2 separate regions of the Sus scrofa genome follow, and region 2 is linked to region 1. Evidence: chromatin contacts called from public HiChIP or PLAC-seq data. All regions are on one chromosome and are shown on one strand. Each heading gives the region's core, a stretch centred on a gene start, on an enhancer-like site or on the middle of the called end of the contact. The rest is flanking DNA. Distances are from core to core; before and after follow the strand shown. Region 1 holds the start of ZFP91 (E3 ubiquitin-protein ligase ZFP91). Region 2 holds the start of LOC110259265 (182 kDa tankyrase-1-binding protein-like).

What was found. HiChIP or PLAC-seq counts read pairs in DNA pulled down with a chosen protein or histone mark.
Region 2: a contact with region 1 is called in an H3K27ac HiChIP or PLAC-seq map of skeletal muscle, with 6 times the contacts expected there. The contact joins the promoter of LOC110259265 here to the promoter of ZFP91 in region 1. A contact is called at or near these places in 1 of 5 promoter capture datasets (fetal skeletal muscle) and 2 of 2 datasets of contacts at active chromatin or transcription factors (alveolar macrophages and skeletal muscle).

What each region holds. Positions count from the first base shown.
Region 1 is chr2:12,527,567-12,535,020 of Sscrofa11.1, reverse strand. It overlaps ZFP91 (E3 ubiquitin-protein ligase ZFP91), which reads left to right and starts at 2,740. Exons shown (of 11, transcript XM_021083007.1): 1 at 2,740-3,906. The coding sequence starts at 3,545. It overlaps LPXN (leupaxin), which reads right to left and starts at 241. Exons shown (of 9, transcript XM_013994304.2): 1 at 86-241. The coding sequence starts at 98.
Region 2 is chr2:13,626,610-13,634,063 of Sscrofa11.1, reverse strand. LOC110259265 (182 kDa tankyrase-1-binding protein-like) reads right to left here and starts at 3,833. Exons shown (of 5, transcript XM_021083047.1): 1 at 3,670-3,833; 2 at 690-797. The coding sequence starts at 783. It overlaps SSRP1 (FACT complex subunit SSRP1), which reads right to left. Exons shown (of 17, transcript XM_003353864.4): 13 at 7,417-7,454; 14 at 6,827-6,997; 15 at 6,585-6,673; 16 at 5,586-5,772; 17 at 4,831-5,330. The coding sequence ends at 5,259.

The sequences.
Region 1 (7,454 bases), core at 1,491-3,990:
ACCCTTCCTTATCCCACCACACGAGGAGATGGCAGCCAAGCATTCATTCCCCCAGAGTTTCTCTTCCAAGAAGCTCCTCACTCACCCAACTCTTCCATTGTCTCACACCCAAGATGCCCTGGTACCACAGGTTGTGAGGAACTGCTTTGGCAAGTGCTGAAGAACAGGACCACAAAGGAACTGAATGAGGCAGCACGCAGCAGCCTCTATAACCCTTTCTGGTTCCTCTATTTGCCTAGCACTTCCTCTCCCTTGATTTGGTGGGTTTCTTTCTCTCTTGTCCTTTTGCAGGTCAGAGTTTTTAAAATGACATAGAAAAGGTGGGTAGTTGGGTTTGAGTTCTCATTGTGCATTGGCTCGGGTGATAAAGATTCAAACCTAATTTTGAAAATTTTGAGAAACTCCTATGTGCCAGGATCCATCTTGAATTCATGGGAATAGCAGATTTGCACTTGTGTTTTTTCCCAGTGTGTGACTGTGTATCAGAGAATCTTTTTTTTTTTTTTTCTTTTTCTGTGAAGCTGGGGTTCATGCTTTTCATAAAATTCTCCTTCATAAAATTCTCATCAGAGTTAACCAGCACCCAATTCATTTTTTTTTTTTTTGGTCGCTCAGCAGATATAGAGTTCCCAGGCCAGGGATCAGAGCCCAGCCGCAGTTATGACCTCAGTCATAGCTGCCACAACACTGGATCTTTAACCCAGTGTGTGAGGCTGGGGATTGAACATGCATCCTGTTGAGCCACAGCAGGAGCTCCTCATTTTGCTGTCTTTACTTATCTGGAAATTATGCTCACCTGCTTTCCTAAATAGACTGTCAACCCATTAAAGGCAGAACAGGATTATCAGGACCAGGTTACATTTTAATTCCCTCGGCCAGGTTTATTTCAGTGGTTCAAAATGCAAACTATAGGGGTTGTGAAGAATGAAACTGGGAGATTTGAGACACCAGGTTCTAAGCTGCAGACATCTCAATTAAGCACAATTCCTGCCTACTGCCTTATAGCAGTTTTTCTGAAAAGTCACACTGAGATTAACTTTCACTTTTTTTTTACTGCTGTGATTTTATTCACCTTGAATAAAACATTTAAAAAAAGCCTAATATGAGAAGGCAGTATTTAAAGAACTAAAACTATGGCTCTGTGATATAGATAGTACCCTCATTTTTACCAGTGGTGAAATAGATAATAGTAACTTGCTAAAGATAACAGAATTAGTAGGTAGCTTTGTAACTTGCTATAAGATAGATTTATCTTCCAAGTTTGTAATCTTTCCTCTACAACAGAGTGATCTCTATTTAGGTTACTCTAAAGGAATCATTTGTTCTCCATTTCATTCCATTGTGACTCTCAAAACTTTTTTTTTTTTTTTTTTTTTTTTTGACATAAAGGAGATCCCACCTCTGCATTACTCTGAGCAGCCATTGGATGTCAGTGCCATTCTAAAAGTATGCTCACTGCAAATGGGGGTTTGAAAATTTTCCATCTACACTATGACAGTTTTTACAGTTGAAATGCCAGTAGCCCCATGAAAGTGCGAAACATTCCACAAAGACTATGAACATTGGCCCATCTGAAGTGGTAACTGAACCAAAACACTGGAAGGAATAATGTTCTCAGCCCTTGGCTTGCAAATGTGGGACTCCAACTGCAGTTTAACTGAATGATTCATGTGACACTTAAAACTGGATCCCAAGATCTTGTTTCTATTCATTTACTTTGGAGACTTTTAATTCCGGAGTTTTATTTTCCATGGTTAAGAATCGTTCCTGCAGATCGCTTCTTGATTATAATAGATGAAAGTCAGAAAGGAAGGAACGCAAGAGGCTCACTACCCTCACCAAATCCAACTTGAAGATGAGCAAATGGAAACTTCGTTTTGATGCATTAGGGCAATTTAGTTGCACATGTTGGTGGAGAGAAAAGTAATTTCTGACAAAGCTGCTATTCTGACCACGCTTCCTGTGCAACACAAAACAAGTAAAAACCACAGAAGCACACGGCTTCAGGGCGGGGGGTGTGAAGGAGGCCTTCAATTTTCTGGGTGGGTCACCAGAGTCACGCAAACAACCCTTCATCCTTCTCTCCAGCCCAGGGACCACAGCCAGGTTAAGCAACTGACGCCAGTTCCTTGTCCCCGGCGACATCTAATAAAAAAACAATTCTACAATTCTTTCCACAAACTTTTATTAAAAATCAAATGAGTGGTGGTGATTGTGCTAAGCCCCCTATGAATCAATGGAACCACAATCAATCTTTGACTTTGAGACACTCACAGGTTAGTGGGTCAGACACAGGAGAAGACGGATATTGCAGATATGAACGCTAGCCAGTCTCAGACGATGTGCCATATAACCAAACAAAGGTAAGGGCTATTAAGTGGCCACCCTAGAAATGATTCGCCAACACCAAGTTAAAGAAGCAAGGAAAATCCTGCCAGGCAATCCCGACCAGCAACGGGATCAACAGTTGTGCCCGGACCTGCGCAGGCTCCTTGCGGCCTAACCCGGAAACACAACCTCCCCAGAAGAGCAAATTCTAACTGCGGAAAGAGTAAACTACCTTTCCCATCATGCACCAGTCAAAAACTCCCAGAAGCCTCTCCGCCTCTGGTTTCCTAGCTTTCTTCCTAAGGCGTAGGAGAAGCCGAACTTCGTTTCCCAGGATGCCTTTGGAAAAGTTAACCATGCTCATGCGCTAAGAGGCGGGCCCTACTTGCCCTCACGACCCCGCCTCTGTTTTGCCGCCGCCATTTTTTCAGAGACTTTCATCCGGCAGCCGACGGGGCTTTTTTTCTTAAAGGAGAAGCGACAGCTCAAAAAAATTTCCCCTTTCTCTCCGCAAGACCTAGCGGCGCTGGGGACAGAAAGGCCACAGACAGGAGAGTGGGATCAGGGTGGAGGAAGAAGAACGCCGAGGCTACTTCCGCGGCTTAAGGAAGAAAGCTAGAAAGAGCCCTTGCGGCATTAGCAGCTCCTTAGGGAGGCAGGTGCGCGCGCAGCCAGTTCAGGGTGCGCGCCAGGAGGGGAAAGAGGTGCGTTTTCTTCCCACTAATCTCCTCGCGAGACCTGACCCTCCCACTGCCCCTCGCGCGCGTTGAGCTTCGGAGGTGGGGAAAAAAAAAGGTCACTTTGGGATTGTCGCGAGACGCAGCCGTTTAACGGTGAGAACGGGTGCGCGGGGAAGGAAACCTCGCGCGTTCCCTCGGAGCCGTTTCCTGATTGGCTGAAGAAAGGGGTGGAGGCGGGAACCCGGTACGCCGCTGCGCGAGAGACTGTGAGGGGCGGGGCGAAGGAGCTGTTCCTCCTCTCCGATTGGCCCGCTGTGCGCCTGTGGCGGGCGCGCGCGCGCCGCCAGCAGTAGCGGGCTTTGAGTGGCAGGGGGCGGGGGGGGCGCCCTCGGAGACGGGCGGAGGGGAGGGGGGGAAAAAGAGGAGCGCAGTGAGTGAGCCGAACGCTCCGGGGGGCGGGGGGGAGCAGCGTCGCGGCCGCCGCCGCCTCCGCCTCCGCCGCCTGGGATTAGGGGGTGGGGGACGGACGAGTCCCGATGCCGGGGGAGACGGAAGAGCCGAGACCCCCGGAGCAGCAGGACCAGGAAGGGGGAGAGGCGGCGGCGGCGGCCAAGGCGGCTCCGGAGGAGCCCCAACAACAGCCCCCTGAGGAGGCGGCGGTGGCGGCGCCTGCGGGGACCACTACCAGCCGCGTGCTGAGGGGAGGTCGGGACCGGGGCCGGGCCGCTGCGGCGGCCGCCGCCGCCGCCGCTGCCGCTGTGTCCCGCCGGAGGAAGGCCGAGTATCCCCGCCGGCGGAGGAGCAGCCCCAGCGCCAGGCCTCCCGACGCCCCAGGGCAGCAGTCCCAGGCCGCGAAGCCCCCGTCTCCAGCTCAGGGCAAGAAGAGTCCGCGACTCCTGTGAGTAACGCAGTCTTTCAGGCGGTGGGAAAGACCCCCCTCTATCCGCACGCAACCCTCTCGGCTCCCGTAGCGACCACTCCACGTGACATCCTGCTTGCTCTGCCCCCTGTCGGCTCGCCTGCCAGATGTCACACCGCTTCCTTGTTAGCTGGCGGTCTTATCGGACCTCTCTGGCTTCCCCCGCCCCCCCGCCTGCCGGTCCAGCCACTTCTTTTCTTGAAATCTCCGTTGTGGGATACACTCCTTGTGCTCCCTAGTGACCCACCTCTTCCCTGCCGCCTCAGGCTTCTCCCCACCCTGGCATCTGCGCTCCCTTTGTCAGCCTATCCCTTTCCCTCTTAGGGCTGCTCTCCAGTATTACATCACCTCTCCATTAGGAAATCTACAGCACGCTCTTAGAGCTTAGCCTTCAAAATTTTGTCTCCTCCCCATTTCCCATTAATTAGCCCAAGGGCCAGTTGTACTAGTATCGTTATGTAGTTTTTTTCACTCTGTTAAATTTTCGCAGCAGTTTTCACTCTTTCCAAAATCTGGTACTTAAGAGTAGGGTAAAAACATGAATCTCTCAATTTTAAGTATAGAATCTTTCATATAACTTTAATTTTTTGACAAGTATAACAAGATTAGATAAGTTTTAAGTTTTTGACAAGCAGCATGTTTTTGTTTTTGTGTATGTTTTAATATAGGAACTTAGTCCTTAAAAATTAGAATTGTGTGAAAGGAATTCATGTATTGCCCAGAGATCATAGAGGAATCAAGAATACATGACTAGGAATATAAATATTTTAAGTTGTTAAAATGTTTCTATGTTAAAAATACTGAAGGACAGGTGTTTGTAAATCTGTAAATTAATCATATTAGCCATTGAATTCATTACTGAAAACATTTTTGACTTTAAAGTGAAAAAATTAGTGAAAGCAGGGGAAGTTGAAGATGGGGACAGAAGTCAGTTTTAAATCCTCCCCTCACCACCCTACTTTCCCAGAGAGCATGGCAAGATTTGGCTTATACAGACCCAGTAGATTTAAAACTTGAAACATACCTGTTCCAAAATTAATAGTGAAGTCTGTGACCTTGGCATGCTTGTCTTAGAAGACTCTGAGGAAGAGAAATAAAATTCAGTGTGTATTATGTATTAGATATGCTTTCAAATTATTGAATGTTAGTTAACATAATTTAGAGGATTGCATAAATTACATTTCTGTAGACAGCAGCAATCTGTACTTACAAATCATTCAGCTGCAATTAGGATTCTAATTGCTATAAATGAATTTCATCGTCACAAAAATTTTAAGCTGCTCTTAATCTCAAATTTGAAAAGGTATATATCATTAGCCTTATTTGGATGTAAATTCCTTGGACAAGTTTCTTAAATTCTGTGCCTCAGTTTTAATATATATAGGAGATAAAGTTAGTCCTTATGAGTTTGTGAGAATTAAGTACAGCATGTGAAACACTTAACACAAAGCCCACTACATAGTAAATATTTATTAAAAGTTATTGTTTTGAGCAGTGGTATCTTTGGTAGAGGTATAACTTGTGTGTAGTGGTGTTTTTCATGTAAATTCTGCCAAATTGGATTTTAATTTTTTTTCTATTACGAGGCATAGGAAGGTTAATAATTTAGTATGGTTTTTAAAATTCCCTTCCATTTTTATCTACCCATTTGAAAGTTAAATATATCCATATCCCTTTACCACAGTTCCCTCCCACTGATCCACCAGTTTCAATAATATAAATGATCTCTTAAGATAATTATACCTAGAGAGGTAGTTTTACTGGCTGTCATGGTTTATTATATTCTCTAATTCTTGGCCAAAAAAAAAGTAATAATGAGTTTTCTTTTACTCTCACAATATTAATGTTACAACAGTTGAACTTGGATGAAGCTCACTTAATTAAACCCCTTCAGTTTTTTCTCCACAATATTCCTTGTGGAGAGGAAAGAAAAGTTTTAATTCTCAACGACCCTCTTTTTCCTCCAGTATCATACAAGATAGTAGTGATGTTTTACCTTCTCTTAGCCTCAGAACCATCTCTTGAGTATTTTAAAGTATGCAGATTTGATTGGATTGTTATAATAATTTTCATTTTTTTCTCATTAGGGCTGCACCTGTGGCATATGGAGGTTCCCAGGCTACGGGTCAAATCAGAGCCGTAGCTGCTGGCCTGTGCCACAGCCACGCAGGATCCGAGCTGCCTCTTTGACCTGCGCCATAGCTCGCAGCAACATCAGATCCTTACCCACTGAGCAAGGCCAGAGATTGAACCCACGTCCTCACGGATACTAGTAGGGTTTGTTAACCACTGAACCTCTACAGGAACTCCTGTTTTAATTTTTCTGTTACCCAATTTCAATGTACTGGATGTCCTGGGAATCAAAGGACACCTAAAGCATTTCAGCTCAGTAAACCTTGATTAAGGAGTAACAGGGTCTGGTGCTGTGCTGAGCCAGAGTGTTTAAAGGAAAATGAGACATGGACTTCATCCTCAAGGACTTTGTAGTAAAAAGGGAAGATGCATTGATCAGTGGAGGTTTGCCAAACATGTACATGTTTTACAGGTTTTCAGAATGATACATTTTTAAACTAATTAAGAAACTTAGGAGTTTCCGTCGTCGTACAGCGGAAATGAATCCGACTAGGAACCACGAGGTTGCAGGTTTGGTCCCTGGCCTCGCTCAGTGGGTTAAGGGTCCAGTGTTGCTGTGAGCTGTGGTGTAGGTCGCAGATGCAGCTTGGATCTGGCATTGCTGTGGGTCTGGCGTAGGCCGGCAGCTACAGCTCCAATTAGACCCCTAGCCTGGGAACCTCCTAATGCTGCGGATGTGGCCCTAAAAAGAGAGAAAGACAAAAAAAAAAAAAGAAACAATCCTTCAAGACATTTCATGAAGTTTTGAGTATTGATTTACTGAACCCTTCCATGAGTCAACTCTATTTTTCAAATAACATTTCCCGCAATAAATTCCAAGTAATTAGCTATTTAACCTACATATGTTTCTCTTGTTTGAAGAGACAGCAAAGTGTACAGTAGCTTAAAAAGTTAGTAAACACAGAGATTTGGATTGATTAAAATCTCTTTTCCTATTGTAAGGCAAAATAACAGAAAAAAACATTGGACTTTAGTCAGTTTCAGATCTCAGCTTTTTCTACTGCTTACTAAGAGACCGTGGGCAAGTCAGTTCCTGAAACATGGCTTCTTCATCAATCTGATAATTTATGATTTTATGATTTATGAGCTTTATGTTAAATGACAATTAATAGTTATAGTTTTTATAAACTTTCCTAAAACATCTCTTCTACTTGCATTGAAATGTTTAGAAATTAATGAAGAATAGAAAATCTTTGTGAAAGGAAATAGTTTTTCAGTGAAGGTACTCAAGTGAAAGGCATAAATTTAAATATGTAATCATTATAAATTAAAACTTAGGAGGAGAGTTCCCTGGTGGCCTAGCGGTTGCAGATTCAGTGTTGCCACTGCCGTGGCTCAGATTCACTGTCTGGCCTGGAAACTTCTGCATGTCCCATGCATGGCAAGCAAGCAAA
Region 2 (7,454 bases), core at 2,584-5,083, 1.1 Mb before region 1:
TCCTTTCCTTTCACATGACTACCAGCCATAAGAAACTTTCTCTCCCAGCTCGGCTTCCCTACTCTGCCTCCAGGCTGTGCCCTCCCCCAGTGCACACCCAGGCCACCTTCCCACTGTCATCCGGTGTGCAATCAGGAATGCAAACTTACTATTGACCTAAGCCAAACAGAAGTAAATCTGCTACAGGGAAAAAAAAAAAAAATCCAGGAGCAAAAACCTACCTTCTATATAAGGCATTCCAATGCCAAAGAAAAGACCTTGAATTACTCATGGCCACAGCCCTTCTAATAGAATCCTTTATCACCCACTCATTCGGCTCAGTGCAAGAAAGGCGTCTACACAGGGAGCCAGGAGGCTTGGGTTCACACCCATCGGTGCATGGCATTTCCCTCCAGGCCTCAGTTTCCTCCTCTGTCAAACGCCGGAAGGGCCCACCTCACCGTGACAGTTGGTATGCTCTCATGTGCTGGAGAGCTATGATCTCAAACAGTTCTGAAGGGTCTCAACAGGAGCTGAGAACCTTTCAAACTCATCCCACACATCCTCAGTCCTCCTTCTGCCTTCACGCCCACCCTAACAGAGTCATCAGCTGCCCAAGACAGAGTAGGGGGCCAAGCCTCAGCCACTCCCACCTTGGCCACTCCCACCCGCCTCCCAGCCACCCCGCTCCACCCTGCACCCATAGGTACCTGGCTCAGAGCCAGCAGATCCCAGCTCCTCCTCCGTCTCCCGGGGCGGTGGGGAAGCCATGGCTGTGCCTTCCCTGAGAGCAGACACTTTCATCACATGCAGCAGACCTGCATGGGAATCGGGAAGGGGTGTGAGCTGGGGTGGCTGAAGACCCAGGAAGAGAGAGAGAGAGAGAGAGAGAGTAAAAGGGCTGGGCGTTGGCAGTAGGCTCAGCGAGGGAAGTCTGGCAGAGGAAAAGTGTGGGACAGGAAGAGGGAACTCAGGAGGGGGTTGGAGGAGGTCAAGGAAGGCCCCTGGCAGCCACATCCCCCACTCTTCCCAGACCACTCTCCAGCTCCTGCCTCCTAACCCTAAAGTCCTGGAGCTTCAGGGAGCCACCCACTGCTCCCTCCTCCGGCCAGCTCTCTAAGGCACCCCACTCACCACTCCCAAGGCCCCCCTTGGGTCCGGTGGCCCCCCTCGAGGTATCTACGCAGGGGCCGAGCAAGAGGTCCACAAAGTCTGAAGTGTCTCCGTGAATCACCTCATGGGAGACGGGAAAAAACCCGCTCCTCCCCAACCTGGGGCTCCGCCCCACTGCCTGCCAGCCTGCCTGCCTCCCCCTTCCTGCTCCCCCTCCTTCTCTCCCTCCCTCCTGCAGCTGGGAGTGGTTCCGTCTCCCCCTTCTCTCCCCCTCCTCCTTCCATATCCTTGCCCCACTCCCGCCTCCCTCAGAGCTGTCTCATCCAAACACGGAAAAATAAGGAATCAAAAGTAAACATCTGGAATACATTTTTTTCTTTAATTTCTCAATCGCTTTGGCTTCAGCTTGGAATTTGATGAGGTAAAGTCAGGGCCTAGTCCTGTTGCCATAGCAATGGCCTCCCACTGGATTTCCAAGGCCTCGCCAAGAGGAAGGAGGAGCCGGCCCGGGCCTGGGCCGGGCTGGGAGAATGGGACAGGGCTTGAGAACATCCGGGGGGCGGGGTGGCTTGGGGGAGAACTCCCTGGGGTTCCTCCTCCTAGGACAGCCACAGTGGGAAGAGCCACAGCCTATGAAAAGGTGATCTGTGGGCATCACTCACCAGCCTAGGCTTGACCTGAGGGGTCTGCAGGGAGGCTGAAGGAGAAATTGTAAACCAAGCGACACAGCCCTATGTTAGGAGCCAAATGGGTGCCCCTCCTGAGACGCCGGTAACAGGAGCTTCGGATCTGCTAGACCAGGATTCAAATGCTGGGTGGATCTACCGCTTTCCAGCTCTGTGACCTTAAGCATGTTGTTACCGCTTTAAGCCTCAGTTTCCCCATGTGAACGATGCAGTTGCTGAGACTATTAAGAAGCTTTATATGAGAGGATGCACGTAACTGCTGAGCACAATGCCTAACTCACACGTAAATGCCCAGTAAATGTTGGCCACTATTGGTGTGATTCCACTCAGTGTCACCAATGAGCCAACAGCCTTGGTAACCACCTCCTCTTCCCAGCATTCCAGACCATACCTTCTCTCCCACAGGCCCCAGTCATATCACCTGTTCTTCAGACACTCCACCACCTTCTCAGTTCCTGTCCTGGTTCCTGAAGCACCAACCCCCCCCCAAGGCACACACCCCCCGCGCGTGCCCCCTGGCAGTGGGAACCGCCTTCCCCAAAGTCACCCCACTCCAGCTGGTATGGAAGAGAGCACCAAATCCCAAGAAGGGACCTCAAGTGCCCAAGCTTTGCAAAACCCACCTGCCTCTCACTTCTGACCCTGCCTCAGCTTGTTTTGAAAATGGGAGGGGACAGGGAAGGGGTAGAGAGAAACCCATGGGGGTCAATCCCCCAGAGCAGGATGCTCCCTGTGGGTGGGTGGGTAACCCTGCAGAGCCTGTCCAAGTGGGCACGGAGGAGAGGCACATGACAGAAAAAATAAAATAAAATAAAATAAAACACGAGACTGTTTCCTTGTCCTTGAACATGTTACCAGGGACATGGTGTGGGTGGTGAGAAATGGAGACAAATTGGTCCAAAACCAAGACACCCTTTCAGCTGGGGTCCTAATGGGCACCTCAGCGGTGTGACCCGCGGCAGCAAGGAAGCAGGGTTAGCCTTCCCCAAAGGAAGAGGGGGTCGCGGCAGCCCAGAGGCCCCAGCCCGGAAACCCAGGTGACCAAGGCCAGAGCCAAGGGCTGTAAACTCACAGCAGCTCTGAGCACTCCCCACCTTCAGCAGTCAGGAGGAGACTAGCTGACCCCCGGGAGCACAGGCCTCCAGAAGGGCAGTGGGGGAGGCCAGGCAGCTCGAGCCCCGGGGCAGAGGCCCAGAGAAGCATCGCCGAAGGCGGGGTCACCCCTATGGACCCTGGGATCTCCAGCGGATCTGGGGCCAGAGAGGTCGGCAGGGACAGCCTGTGAACTGCTGGAAGAGGGAGGGCCAACGGGAAGACGGAACAGCCCGGGGCGAGGGGCCGTTTGGAGGGGCCCAGTGGGGAGCTCTGGACACAGAGGGGCCGGCAGCAGCCGGAGAGGAGGAGGAACAGGGTGGAGGAGGAGGCGGTGGCGGCAGAAGCGGAGGACCTGTGCGCGGGATGTGAAGCAGCGGCGAACAGACTGGCGACGCGGACTGGGTGGGGGCGGACTGGGGTGGCTGGGGGCGTGCCGAGGGAGCCGGGGGAGGGGGCTAGCCAGGCCCCGGGAAAAGAGAGGGCGGGGGTCCCTCAAGTAGCTCCGCCCGCCCCCGGCTCCGCCTCAAGCCCTCGCCCCCTCCCCCCTTTCTTCTGGCTCGGCCAGCACGAGCGCCAGACCGTGCACCCTCTGCCCCCGCGCACACGCTCCAGCTCCCCTGTGTCCCCCGCCTCCCACGCGCCCCCCGGCCCCTGCAAACTTTCCTAGTGATCCCCCTTTCCATCTCAACCGAGGTCCCGACTGGAAAGCGCCCACTCCTTCCATGCCTTTCCCCGCCGCCACCTCTCCCGAACCCCGCCCCCTCCTTCACCCTCCTGCCCGCCCCCGCGCACTCACGCGCTCCCCCGGGATCCGGCTCCGCTCGGCTCCGGCTCGGTGCCCCGATGCCAGTCTCAGCCGCCGCTACCGCCGCTGCTGCCGCCGTCACCGCGGGACCAAGCCAGTGCGAGCCTTGGCGGGGCCCCGCCCCTAGCTCCACCCACGCCCACGCCCCCAAGGCGCCTCATGAATATCCATGAGCCGGTGAAAACTAGGAGTGGATAGAGCCCGCAGAACTCGCCAGATCGTATGCAAATAGGCGCAGCCCAGGTACTCAATTATTCATGAACCTTGCAAATGAGGGGCCCGCCCCAGGCTCAGACCCCGGCGAAACTGACGCAATTCAACAGCTAAAGAGCGCTTGGGCAAAATGGCAACCGAGACGACTGCCTAGAGAGGAGACTGCTTTAGGACTGCCCAATCCTCAGGCCCAGCCTCCTTGTACTGATTGCAGCACCATAGAGTCACGGTTAGAAAGAAGGTAACCGTTGGCGGACTGGAAAGGCTTCCTGTGGCAAAACACCTGAGAGCCTCCGCAACGTGGCCACTCCACGTGTATAATTCCAGGTTTAGAACCACGGGGATGACTGGAAGCTGTTTTCCTTGCTCATTTTCATTTACCTCCTGTCATGCCCCATTCCCAGATATAAATTCCTAACTTAAAAATGCGGCATACCCCTTTCCTCCAGTAAGAAAAGCCGCACACATACTCCATTCTTTCCCACACACCCTCAGACTACACCCCAACCACTCCCACGACACACACATACACACACACACACACACACACACACACACACTCATCCTCCCCAATTCTCCAGGCTCAGGTTTCCATTCCCACGTCTGCAGGGAAGCTGGTCAATCCTGATTCCATTATCTGAAGCCTTGGTAGACCCTTGACTCATAGGTGATTAAGGATGGAGCCGGTCCTGCCGCCCCTCAGCTTGGCTAATGGAGTGTAACTGTGAGAGCGACTTTCTAATGAGATCAGCTCTCATTTCTGGACTCTCAGGTGGCCCATCCCGGCAGAAGAGAGTGAAAACCAATGCTTGTTGAGCCGAGAACAGAACAGGATGTACCTGCAGACTTGCTTCCCAGCTGAAGGGTCAAAAGAGAGAGCAGTAAACACAAAGAAAAGTGGGGATGATACAACAGGGCTAGAGAGAAGGCAAAAGAACATGGTTTCCAAAGTCAGTTCCCTTTATTAAATGTTGCTTTTCACAGACCAGAAATACAAAATAAAAGTAGAAATAAGCCCCAGTTAGGAGCTTCAGGCCTGACCTCACATGACCCCTGCTTGCAGCAACTTGAACAGGACAAGCAGCAGCTAGTTTCCAAAGGTCAGGAAAGTAGGACAAGGATTTGGATCCTGTACTGCCCTGCCTCCCACCCGATCTCTCCCCAAATTATAAAGAGCCATCCTTGCGAGGCAGCAGAGTAAGACGTCTCCCCTGCTGCCCCCATGAAGTGCATCCTGGCAGGAGCTTGTTCAGATGGCACAGAATCGAAGGACTGTATTTCACATGAGGAGAAACTGGTACCAGAACGCGGGTGGGGAGACTGGGGTATGACCGGGCAAGGCCAAGGAGAGAGAATCTTCCTCCTCTCTACTCATCAGATGCTGACCCCGAGTCCTCGGAGCTGGGGGGAGTACTGGCTAGGTCCTCTTCTTCAGAGTCCTGAAAACCAAAGTTCCCTTAGGAGCAAAGTACAGTGCGAATCCAGGTGTCCCCAACCACTGTGGTGAAGAGCCCCCACCTCTCCCCCCTGCCTTAACTCCAACACTAGCCTTCAGAAGCAGCGTTCGGTCGAGCCATGCCCCCTCATTATTCTTACAGACCAACCACAACCCCCAGTCCAGAAAGAACTGCCCCACCACCGGTTCAGATGCCCCTCATCCTTCCAGACCCTCAGCCCCCAAACTCCGGCCGCACCTCGCTCCGCCGTCTCTTCTTCTTGCTCTTGTTCTCTCCTGAGGAGCTCTCGTCACTGGACACAAACTCTTTGCTCTTAAAGCTCTCACTCAGCTGCCGTGATGAAGACTTGGATGACGAGCCCCTGGAGGGCGTTGATTTCTTCTCCATCTTTACCTTGACTTTTTTCTTCTTCTTTGACTTATCCCTACATTAGCAAAAGGGAAAAGGGGCTGGGCCCTCCGGTTCCCCCCATCATCAAAGCCAAACCTCTCCTGGCTGGAACGAGCCTTTCCCAATCCCAGCCACACTGACCAGCTCAGTGAAAACAGCCAGCCAGGCATGTCAGCCCCAAGTGCCCCCAGGGAGCGCATCATAAATGAAGAACTAAAAGAATCAGGGGCTCCAGCGTGAAGCAGCCCACATACAAAACGTACTTAATGTTGCTGACTTTGTCTTTAAAAATGCCTGTGAGAGTTCCTGTCGTGGCTCAGTGGTTAACAAACCCGACTAGTATCCATGAGGACGCAGGTTCCATCCCTGGCCTCGCTGTGGGTTAAGGATCTGGTGTTGCCGTGAACTGCAGTGTAGGTCGCAGATGCGGCTTGGATCCTGCGTTGCTGTGGCTGTGGTGTAGGCTGGCAGCTGTAGCTTTGATTCTCGACCCCTAGCCTGCGAACCTCCACATGTAACAGGTGAGGCCCTAAAGAGACAAAAAACAAAAAATGAATAAAAAATAAAAATGCTTATGAATTATACTCCATAATAATTTTTAATTTCCCATACCTTCAAATAAAACTCACCCTCTTAGGAAAATGAGCCATATATATCCATGTGACTTCAAAAATTCTCTAGCACATTACCCACACCTGGACAACTGCCTACCAGATTTGTGAAGCACCGCCCGACTGCAGTCAGAAGCACATCTATTATTTTTAACACCCCAGTTCTCAACCTGGACCTGCAAAAATACCTGCCAAAAAAAGCAGTGAACTAGGCCATTTTGGCCCCAACACTCACCTCTTAGAAGATTCACCCCGGCCTCCCTCATATTCTTTCATGGCTTTTTCATATTCCCTCCTGGCATCCTCAGCCTTGCGATCCCACTCCTGTCACACACACACAGAGAAAAAAGAAAGAAAAATGAGACCTCTTCCCTGAATCAGGCAAAAAATGGAGAAAAGCTCCACCAATGGCCTATCACTCACTGCCCCTTTTATCAGTTACAAAGTTCACCACTCCTCATGTCTGCTGCCACTCACCTCTTTCTTCTCTTTGGACATTCCCTTCCAGATCTCGCCTGCCTTCTTGGAAAGATCCGTGATACTGATGCCTGGGTGGTCTGACTTGATCTTCTCTCGGCTGGCATTGAGCCACAGCATGTAGGCAGACATGGGCCTCTTGGGGGCATTGGGATCTTTGCCCTTCTTCACCTGCAGAGGAACCCAAATGGCTTCAGCCATCTATTTCCCACAAACCCTTGCATTCTCCCAAATAAATTATTTGGATCGTCTGCTTAAGGGGATAAAATGGAAAAAAGCCTAAACAGCACCAAGCCAGACTGAGAGCTTCCCAAGGGCAAAGACCATGCCCTTCTCCCCTCTACACCCCACTGTCATGCTCCTTAGGGGCCCCTTTCCTTGGGCTCCCAGGACAGAGGAAGCCTGCTCCTACTTCCGATCTCCCAGAAGCTAATTATCCCAAGGACTTTCAAAGATGCTCCTCAAGGCCATCATCACTGGCTACAAAAACCCACCTAGAGGACCAGTCAGCAGGCCCTATGGTGGGGGACAGAAGAAGGTGGCTTCCCTTCCCCAACGGCCGCCCCCCGCCCCCTTAGAGGAGGCCGCACCTCTGTGGGCTTCTTGCGGCTCTTGCGATCCTTGGCCA